2 separate regions of the Mus musculus genome follow, and region 1 is linked to region 2. Evidence: chromatin contacts called from public HiChIP or PLAC-seq data. All regions are on one chromosome and are shown on one strand. The core of a region is the stretch at or near the end of the contact, and the rest is flanking DNA. Distances in the headings are between cores, read along the strand shown. Region 1 overlaps Bphl (biphenyl hydrolase-like (serine hydrolase, breast epithelial mucin-associated antigen)). Region 2 holds the start of 1110046J04Rik (RIKEN cDNA 1110046J04 gene).

Region 1 (5,250 bases), core at 640-3,139, 120 kb before region 2:
GGTGAGCTCTCAGCTATTGCTCCAGCATCATATCTGCTTACCTGCTGCCATGCTCCCCACCATGGTGATTATGAACCACAAGCCCCAAATTAAACACTTTCTTTTATAAGTTGCTTCAGTCATGCTGTCAGATAAGTAACCTAGTAACTAAGATGAAAGACACAGCTTTCACCTTAAGAGTCTTACAGACAGGGCTTGCAGACAGCATCCAAGGTATGGCAGCTGCCTATTCATAAGAAAAACCACCAGGACTCCTGGTTTCTTGAAACCACAGAGCGCTGAACTCTACAAATGCTGTGTTCTCCCATGATGACATTTATTGCTAAGTAGGCCCAGTAAAAGAGATTGGAAATAACTAATGTATACCAGAACAATTAGAACACACTGTAGTGGGGCTGCCAGCATCCGTCTTCACTATGTGACGTGTTTTAAGTAAAACAAGCGCACATGGCATGCAGGGATGGCAGCAAGCTGACAGTGGATCTGTTGCCCAACATGGTTTCTTAAGGCAGACAGGCAGGTAGCATACAGAGCGTAATAGACACACTGGACAAAGGGATGGTTTGTGTTCTGGGTAGCATGTAGCAGCATCAGGTGTGGCAGAATACACCAACATTTTTTTCACAGTGGCACACAATTTAGGACGTAAGGATTGATTACTCTGGAATTTTCCATTAACAATTTCAGAACACAGCTGAGTGAAGCTACAGAGAGTAAAGCCAAGGTAATGGGAGGCTGTGTTCCAATCTGAACCCAGTATGTACTGCACTCCCAGGTAAATCATTTACTAGGGCAAGACATTTAGCAAGAGGAACACATAGAGAGAAACGACTGAGTTCAGGTTGTAGACATAGTGAGGTATCTATGTGGCAATCAGATAAGAATCACATGAAGAGTCCATTGTGTGGGGCTCAGGAGAAAACAGAAGGGCACAGAGTGGGGACAGCATGGCATGGTGGAGTGCACCTGCAATCTGAGCTACCCCGGAGGCTGAGGTAGGAGGATAGCTCAAGCCCAAGGGCTTGAGGCCAGCATGGGCAACACACTGAGATGCCATCTTTAAAGGTGGGGAAGATGAGGCTGTCAGTCAGCATGTCAGTCCAGATCTGTGGAGTTCACAAGCTAACCAGCCTCAGCTAAGCTGTGAACCCCAAGTTCAGTAGGAGATCCCATTGCAGAAAACAAACATTGGAAGTGGACCTCTAGCCTCCACGTGTACAGCCACATGTACATGCACCCCCACGCTGATGCATGCATGTGTGTGTGTGTGAGTGCCCCCACACAGACATGTACACACACACACACACACACACACACACACACACAGAGTAAAAGAGGAGAGGATCAGAACAGAAAGCAAGGCCAGCTCCAAGGGCCTCAATGACGCTGTCCCAAATATCAAAGTCAGAGAGCAAACAGAGAGGGATGCCAGGACCATGACAGCACAGTGGCCGGAAAGCCAACCCAGAGGGAGCTCGTGGAGAGGGAGTGCACTGTACCATGCACAGCAGGAGACTGCTTTCAAAGGTTAGAGGGAGGGTTGGGGGAGGACACAGAGCAGCCAAGAGCCCAGAGGGTTTGCTTACATGGAAGGCAGTGTCTCCACTGGGCTGGTGGGCCAGAGGCCTCCTTCTGGGTTGAGAAAGTGGCCAGGGTGTTGAAGGAGGGAATTGGAGGTATCCTGGACAGTGAAGAGTATTGTGGGACAGAGAGAGCTTTCATTTCAGGAAGCAGGGGACACATCGGAAACCCACTCTTTGGTGACTATGACAAAGGGGTAAAAGGGTGAGAGTGCCCAGGACAAAGTGTCATCGTGTGGGCATGTGCGAAGCATTACAAGGCCCACCAGGGTGAGGGCTGCGGGACACCTCAGAGCACCCTGGGAGCTGCTATTGCGTGATTACTGAGAAGGACGTGGGCGGAGAGAGGGGAAGGTGTACTGAGGAAGGGCAGCCCACAGGAAGACAGAAGAGTTAGAAACTGGAGTGGAGCCAGACCGGGGAGGGGGGGGGTAGCGAAGCTGAGTGGACCTCTTTGAAGTTCCAAGGGTTTTTTAAGTGGGAGATGGAATTGCTTGATTTCTGTCCTACAAAGGATTCCACCCCCTCTGGAGGACAGAATATCCCAAGAGGCCAAGGTTCTTAGCAGGAGGGTGACGGGTATGGGGGAGGAGGATATAACTCAGGAGTCATTGTGTGGCATGAACAGAACAAAGCCACCAGGAGATGCAAAGGGCAGAGGGAGACTGATCCCTCAGGAGAAGGCTACACGCATTCAGAGGGCGTGGACTGTTAGCTGAATGGCAGAGGAAAGGTGAGTAGAGATGGGGCGGCATTCAACTTTAGAACTTTAGATAGTCCAGATCCGAGGGTGCAACGTAAGCCATAACAAAGTAAAAGAATTGAAACCGGACAGATATGTTTCCCAAATCTAAAAGAATTAAATGCTAATAGCAGAAAGATATCTAGGACACCCTAGGTATTTAGAAATTAAACGTTACATTTCTAAATGCCTATAAATGAACGCAAAGTTTGAGGCGCTATTAGAAAAGATATTTTGAACTATCTCTTGCTGAGTGAAAATATAACACAGTAAAATCTGTAGGTTTTGAGATGGCTAATTTTGGGTGTTAACTTGACCACACCTGGAAACAACTAAAAAGCAAGCTGCTGGACACTCCTATGAGGGATTTTCTTAATCAGATCATTTGAAACAGGAAGACCCACTCCACATGTGGGTGGCACCTTCTGATGGCAGCCCAGATAACAGGACAAGGAAGAAGGAAATTTCTTTGTGCCTGCTTGACTTCACTCTTGCTGGCAAGTCCATCTATCCTATTGCTGGCTGTGCTGGCTGGTTTTATGTCAACTTCACACTATCTAGAGAGTCGTTTGGGATGAGGGAACCTCAGTTGAGAAAATGCTCTCACCAGACTGCCTGTGGACAAGTGTGTGGTGCATTTTATTGCTTGATGATTGACATGGGAGAGCCTGGCTCGCTGTGGGTGGGACCCCATGAGCCGGTGGTCCTGAGCACTGTAAGTGTACAGACTCAGCAAAGAAAGAGGAAGGCAGTAAGCAGCATCTCCCCAAGGCTTCTGCTTCCATCTCTGCCCCCAGGTTTCCACCTCAAGTTTTTGCTCTGATTTCTCTCAGGGTAGAGTGTGACCTGAGAGTTGTAACGTGAAATAGAGCCTTTTCTCTTGTAGTTGCTTTTGGTCACGGTTTTTGCATAGCAATAAGAATCCTAACTAGGATATAGCGGCATTCCTTCCTCAATGTTCAAACCACCTTCTTCAGGATTCCAATGTTGACTGAAGGCCAATGGCTGTTCAAAAATCCTCCAAGCCTTTGGAATGGAACTGCTAAGACATTCAGCCTTGCCAATGGAGACCCTACTAGACAGGACTGGATTCTCAGTTGCTCAGGTGTGAGACAGCCCTTGCCGGGCTGCCAAGGCTGCTTCCTAATCTGTATTTAATAAGTCTAATTAATCTAATAGATCTTTATATGCACAGGTGCTTAGCTCTAGCAGCTCTAGAGGAAAATTTACAGCATTAAATGATATATTAGAAAAGACTAAACATCTCAAAGCAATAATCTAAGATTTCTACTCTGAGATTGGAGGGAATAAAGCGAATCAGAACCCAAAGCAAGCAGGAGGAGGACAGAAATAATGGAAGACAGAAAACAAAACCAAGCCAACATTAGAAACAGATACTTTAAAAGATCAGTGACTGGCCGGGCAAGGAAGATGTGACACAGATGACCAATGTGGACACAGGAGGTGTTTCTACAGACCTTACAACTTAAGGCATGACTCAAATGTCTAGAGGGTAGTGAGGGAGTGCTCCCGATGAGTTAAAAGTACGGCACTTTGACGATACCATACTTGCTATGGTGAGACCCATGCAGCAGAAGACTAGAACGACCACAACGCCACTGAAGTAGAGAGAACACAGACACCTATTTTGTAAAGTTATGGAGTGGGACACAGTGTAATAAAGAGGAACTGCAGGGGAAGGGGGCAGTGTTCTGGAGCAGGAGTAGTGTTTACCCATTGAGGCAGAGAGCAAGAGCCCAGGAAGAGAAGTGGAGGATTTGGAAGAAGCAAGGGCACTGGGTGCCAGAGGCAGCGGGGGCTCACGGATGGCAAAAGAGGAACAGGCTACTCTAAGCCAGGGTGGTGAGGACAAGTGGAGGCCAGATTAGGGTTGCTTTCTAAGTCATCTGTTACTTAAGAGTTTCAGATTGCTTTAAAAACAGGAAGAGCACAGAGAACTAAGATTCTAGAACTTAAGATTCTAGCCTCCAAGTAGTTTACAATGAGAATAGCAGAATACCTGGAAGAGACTTTGCACGTGCTGGGCTCTGCAAACTTTTCCTTTGGGGCCAGGGAGTAAATATTTCAGGCTCCGAAGGCCAAGATATCCATCAAAGACATAGTATAGGCACAGCCTAGGAGAGAAAATGCTGGACCCACTGGGGGCAAACCTCTTCTGTTAGGCCATCTGTAGTTTAGTAGAGACACAGAAAGCTTCTAGTGAGAAAGGAGAGCCATGATAGGTCAGACTGGCAGGGAAGAGTGGTTGGAAGCCCAGGTAGCCTCTCTTTCGCCCCAGTGACCCCTAAGCCCTGGGAACCCCTCTCTCCTTCTGAGAACATGATTCTCCCAATTCAGAAAGGTTGCTAGAAACTAACCAATGCCAAGGCTGGGTGCCTAGCAACTGCCAACACTCCCATAAGCTCTGGCTATGGTATAAGCTGGGCAGTAATGCTGGGAGTAGAAGAAAAATGGGGAAGAGTTAGGGTGTAGATGCCCCAGCTTGGTCTCCAACTCATGAGCTAACTTTCATTGGTGCCTCAAAATTGTAAAAGTGGTAGGCTGGAGTTGAACCACAGGCTGGATGGCACTGGCCTCACTCTTGTACCCCTAAAGACCTAAAGGAGAAGCTTAAAGAAGGCCTTAGCCAAGAAAACTGTACAAATCATTGTAAGCAAAACACAGGTTCATTTTTCAGCATAGTGTTTCCTTACATAATCATTATATTAATTTATTCATGTATTCATCCATCCATCTATCCATCCATCCATCCATCCATCCATCCATCCATCCATCCATCCATTTATTCATTCATTCATGGTTTTTATTTTGAGACCAGGCCACGCTATATTGCCCATGCTGGCTTCAAACTCAGAAATCTCCAGTCTTGACCTTGTGAGGAGCTGAGATCACAGGCATGTACTACCA
Region 2 (5,338 bases), core at 1,457-3,956:
AAAAAACGGCTTGATCTGTAAGCCTAAAACAAATAATTATAACGATCTTGAGTTTGCACCTTTTCTGGAGCTATTTGTAATCCTTTATTAGCTAGTGCTTGTTGTAAATCTCTAGACATAGAAGCAAGTCCTAAGGATCTTTTCCTGCTCATAAGATATCATCCATGTAACGTATAATGTATATTATTGGCCATTGCTGTCTTATAGGCTGAATGGCTTGTGCCACTAATTTTTGACATAATGTAGGACTGTTAGCCATGCCTTGAGGAATAACTATCCACTGATACCTTTTCATTGGCTCTTTATAATTAATAGAAGGAACACAAAGCAAATCTTTCACAATCCTGAGGATGCAAAGGAATAGTAAAGAAACAATCCTTCAAAGCTACTATTTTATAATATCCTTTATTCGTCTCCACTTGCTTGATTTTTTTCTTAATCACAATTATGGATGAGTTAACATCTTGATCTTGTGATTGAATTGTAAACTGTAGCTAATGGAACATTGGCAGTTTAACTATATTTTAAATTTTCTTTTGTAATATTAGAGCATGCCCATAATTTTGTAAAACAAAACCTTGTTTTAAACCACCATTCTCTTTAAAGTCAATACCAAGAGCATTACTTTCACGTACAAAGTTTGGCTGCCAGTTCTTATATATGAATGCATGACAGTGCAACTTTTAATACATATTAAAGAGACATTGTCTTAAATACTATCCTCTATAAGTCTAGTTTCTAGGATAAGAATTACATAAAATATTATCCCAATTTAGAAGTATCTTTAAAGATCTGTTTTCCTGGGTTGGTTCATGCCAAGTGTCATTTAGAATGACTCCAACCCTGAGTTGCCAATTTTAAGCTGACTTTCTGTTACAAGCAAAAAGCTGTTGGTCCCTTTAAGAGTGACTTGTGTAGATAATCAGCCTCTAGTAGGGCTTTTCCAGCTGTGCTTGACTCCCAGGAACAGTGCAGTGTAGCTTATCAGTTTCTGCTATGCAAATTGAGACTGCCTTTTAAACAAGTTAAATTAAATCAAAGGATGGACAGCCAGCAGATAAAGTTTTAACCTTTTTTTTCCAACATGAAACACAGAACAACAATCATTCAAACAACAAAACAAAAACAAACATAAGTAGACAGACATATGGATAAATGGTGCACAGACGATAGACAGAGAGGGAATAGAACTTGATGTTTCAAAGGGACCCAGATATCCTAACCAGAACTAAGTATATCTCCAACAGGAGCCAGAGAGGAAGCAGGACCAATTTCTTCCTGTCCCTAGGAGAGCTCTGAAATATCTTATATCTATTTTCCTTCTCTTGTGCTAAAGCGTCCTGGACAGGGGACAACTCCATTTCTGAAACCTATTCTCTTTTTCTCTCTCTCGTGTTCAAGGCCTCACTCTTTATCTCCTTCTGGGAATTCTGCCAAAGAGAGAAGAGGCACAGTGGTAGCTACCGATAGTTGTTCTCCAGCGCCCTGCTTTTCTAACTTTCCCAATTTCTCTTCAACGTGACTAATTCTTTTACTTATATATTTACCATTCCTATTTCTGGGAATTAAGGACAACATAAATGTACTTGAGCTAAGAATTTTTCTAACATCTGTTTTGGTTGTTGTTGTTTTTTGTTTTTTACTCTTTTTATTTTATTTTAAATCCTACTCCTTTCACCTGGAGCAGCTCCTGGCTGTGGACAAATGCCTATTTAGAATTCCCTCGCCCCATTATGCAGCCACACCTTAGGCGAAGCCCATGTCGGGCCAACACTTCTTCAGCCTAGCCTGTATCCTCCTGAAAGCACTTTTTTACAGCAGCAGTTTCAAAAAATAAAATTTATGGCTAGCACTAGCATTAATGCTGCATGTTGCTTACAGTGCTTCATGGATACTTTCACTTTTCTTCTGTTTTCTGTGGCGCTCCACCCAAGACAGCACTTCTCAGTAGTCCCCCCTTCACCCCCACCCCAGTTTTCAAGTCCATCTGTAGCCATCTAGCAGCCATGGTTGAACTGGGTTTACCTGAAACGGGGGCTAGAAATAAGGTAAAGGGGTGAGAGAAGGATGAAGCTAAGACAAAGGTTCTGATCAAGGCTCAAAGTTTGATAATAAGCTTTGTGTTTATAAAGGAAAAAAAAAACCCACAAAATCCATCCACTTCTTCAGCTTGAGTATGTTGTAGCAGCAAGGTCAGCGCAAAAACCTTAAAGTTCCCATGGGTACCTGCAATTGCAGCCAAGACAGATGTCTGTGTCCAGGTTGATAAGGTCTGTTTAGCCTGCTGAAGGCTGGGAATACTGCTCATCCTTTTCATGGCTGGGAAAGGCTTACCCAAAGCTGAGAAGGCTACACTGGGACACAGGCACTGACCACCTTTCTTTATTTTTCTGTGCCTGCTGAATAAGATCTCTACCTCCAGCCCCAGTAGTTAAAAGTCTTTTCTTCCTTTCTCACTTTAAACTTATGATCTGCTTTGTCACAAGTATGTCCATCCACTAAGTGCTGGCACACTTCTGGCATCGCTAAGTGGAGGTAGCCAAAGCATCCAGAAAGTACCAGAAAGATCAGCTGCCCAATCTGAGGCAAAGTGGCCAAGAGCCAGAGGATAGGCTAGATTGTGGGTCCGCAGGCACTCACCTGGCCTTACTTACTCTCTTCCTTTTCCTACTCGGGAGCGGCCGCACCCTGGCCTTCAGACTCCTCCCGACTCTCCGCCCCCCATAAGTATTTAAGGCCTCGGGCGCGGTTGGGGCCTCCTCATCTCTTCTCTGCTTGCTACCAGTCCGGAAATCGAGAATCTAGGAGAATCTAGGGTATGCTCTTCGGTGGGCTGAGGCGGGGGTGGGGTGGCGGGGTGGGGGTGGGGAGCTGGGGACGCAGGCGGGTGTGGCGCGCGGCGAGAGCCCTGTGGACCTGACTCGGGTTCCCTCTGCTGCACAGCGGCTTCAGCGGGCCGTGACGCAGCCAAGTGAGTCGCCTTGTGATCCCAGCCATCTGGTGACATCGCCGCCCTCCCAGATCTGCCAGAGTCCTTGGAGGCGACGGCTAGCGAGGGATGGGGGCTGCGCGGAGCCGGCCTGGCTGCTGCGCGGGGCCCCGGGGCTACAGGTGATCACGTATGTCCTTCGATCCGGAGTGAACCTGGAGACTCCAGAGACGCAGGCTGGTGACGCACTAGGACGGGCGTTGGGATCTGGGAGGTGGGGGAGAGAGACCAAGGGCTGGGTGCTCAGACCCTTTCCTGTCCAGTGTGCCTGAATCTCCCAGGGGCGCTGCCCAGGCTGTGCTGGGAAGTTTGTGACAAATCTTAAGCACCCCGGAGGCCCACAAACATAAATACTTGTGAGAAACAATTCCAGATCTTTGGGTTTTGTTTGTTTGTTTGTTTGTTTGTTTTCCCTCCTACTAAACTCACAAATTTGATATCTGTCAGGTTAGGAGAAAATCATGGGCAAAGTTTTTGACAGTTTCTGTGCCAGAAGCACTTGGCATGTGAACTTGTTTTTTCCTCCCTCCTCTTTTTGATGGACCCAGAGCCTTGTAATGCTGAGCAAGTTCTTTCCTACTGAGATACATGCCTGGTCTTCCTCCTTTCCTCCCGTTAGGTTAGGTCTTTTCTCCACATTAGGATCAGAAATATGGACAGCTAGTATTCATATGGTGTCAGAAACACTGAGTGAGGGAAAACTGGGCGAGGTTTGGCACTTATTTTTCTGACTGCTTGGGAGGCAATTGATTGTAATAGGTCTTTTCCAGAGGCTGCTCATTTCCTTCCTCCAGTGGCTTAGGAGTTGGGTGTTGGATCTAATATATCAAGTAACCTTGGGTAAAAGTATGTGTGATCAGGGACTGTGGCGCTGGGGCTTGTGGGATGATTGCTGTTATCCGTTTACATGGGGTGTGTCCTAGTGTTTCAAGGCTGCTCTGAGTAATTGTATCCGATATGGCTTGTGTCATCACGCAGAAAGGGTGTGTTTGGGGCACTCTTGGCTCCATATACCAAGTTTATTTGGCTTCCTATACCTGCATGTCTCCCCATACCATCTCATACATGGATTTTACTTTTAGTCAACATGAAGCAGAAATCAAAATCTGATAGAAAACATTGAAGGAGAACTGAGATGTGTTGCTGTATACCTGTAATCCCAGGACCCAGGAGGCTGACGCAGAGAAATGAGAGTTTGAGCCCAATCTGGACTGCATAGACTCTTTCCCCTTTCTTGTTTTCTAAACAGCATGCTAATAGGGATCATTTATCTAGCTTTTACATTGTGCTGGGTATTTACACATCTCTAAACCATTTAAAGTTCACAGGGGCACTTATATTGGTTAGATCAAATATTAAGTTATTTTACATAAGTTAACTGAACACTTGAAGATTTGGCATCTTCAGATATCAACTGATATTCTTCAGATACCCAGAAATGACTGGGTACTTAAAGTTCCATTAGTCCGTTTTTAGTTCAAAGCATCTTTAAATTAGTTTAGTGAGTCAACAGTTGTACCTCCCACCATCATCCCCTTCTCTATCCAAAAGAGCCTTCAAGCATGTGCTGTAGGGTCACATGGAATACCAACTCTCTGCTTTCTGGACATGGGATTAAGCCACACAGTCAGTCTTTGCAGACCTTTCAGCTGTGTGTTGTCATTGTGCTAGTGAAAGGGAACAGATATTTGACCCTATTGCTTATATGCCCTTCTTGGCCAACCATCTCAGTAACCACTGGCCTCCAAGTGCCATACAAATGACATCCTTTGTGTGTTCTTGCACTTGGAGAAGGTTGGTGATGATTTTCTAACTGGCAGGAGTGGAGTCACTCAGGAGACAGTACTCAGGAACACCAAAAGTTACTGTCTTGATTAGGTCAGCATCTTGGCCAGGCCATTGAAGGGCCATCCTGATTATATTGAGGTTTGCAGACCTATTCTAAAAGTGGGCAGCACCGTTCTCTGGAATGCATAAAACATTGACAGCTAATTGAGTACAAATATTCATCTCCCTTGAACTCTGGAGCTCTGAGCCAAAGTAAACCCTACCTGAAGTTGCTTTTGTCAACAACAGACATCACGGAAGTCCTAGATGAGCTCAGTCCAAGAGTTTTAGCATCTGACAAATAGGTAATGCAGAAAGAGAGAGCACAGAGGCAGTCTATGAGAAATGAGCAGTGCCTTCAAAACTGTTTCCATAGTGAAAAGGAAGTTTTCTTAAATTGCTAGTTTAAAAGGGTCCTCCAAGAACCCAGCAAAATGTGTGAGTAGGGTCACAAAATTTGGTGTTTCTGAATATCTGAAATAAGAATAAGAATTCATATGCTTTCAGAGTTAGGGTTGTAGG

Evidence for each region. HiChIP or PLAC-seq counts read pairs in DNA pulled down with a chosen protein or histone mark.
Region 1: an HNF4G HiChIP or PLAC-seq map of pancreatic cancer cells shows a contact between it and region 2. The contact joins the enhancer-like site here to the promoter of 1110046J04Rik in region 2. A contact is called at or near these places in 4 of 39 promoter capture datasets (the 3T3-L1 cell line, embryonic stem cells, neutrophils and 1 more), 1 of 115 datasets of contacts at active chromatin or transcription factors (pancreatic cancer cells) and 2 of 9 other capture datasets (adipose tissue and liver).

Annotation. Positions count from the first base shown.
Region 1 is chr13:34,050,775-34,056,024 of GRCm38.p6, reverse strand. The region is part of intron 4 of Bphl (biphenyl hydrolase-like (serine hydrolase, breast epithelial mucin-associated antigen)); the gene reads right to left. Among named protein-coding and RNA genes, the nearest start is that of Bphl, 16 kb to the right of the region's middle. Within about 2 kb of position 1,889, at least 28 of the 459 cell types and tissues checked have an H3K27ac peak or open chromatin away from gene starts, as enhancers often do. A contact at or near this core is called in liver and pancreatic cancer cells, where this site is marked.
Region 2 is chr13:33,933,400-33,938,737 of GRCm38.p6, reverse strand. 1110046J04Rik (RIKEN cDNA 1110046J04 gene) reads right to left here and starts at 2,706. Exons shown (of 5, transcript NR_040707.1): 1 at 2,641-2,706. Serpinb6a (serine (or cysteine) peptidase inhibitor, clade B, member 6a) reads left to right here and starts at 2,655. Exons shown (of 7, transcript NM_009254.3): 1 at 2,655-2,816.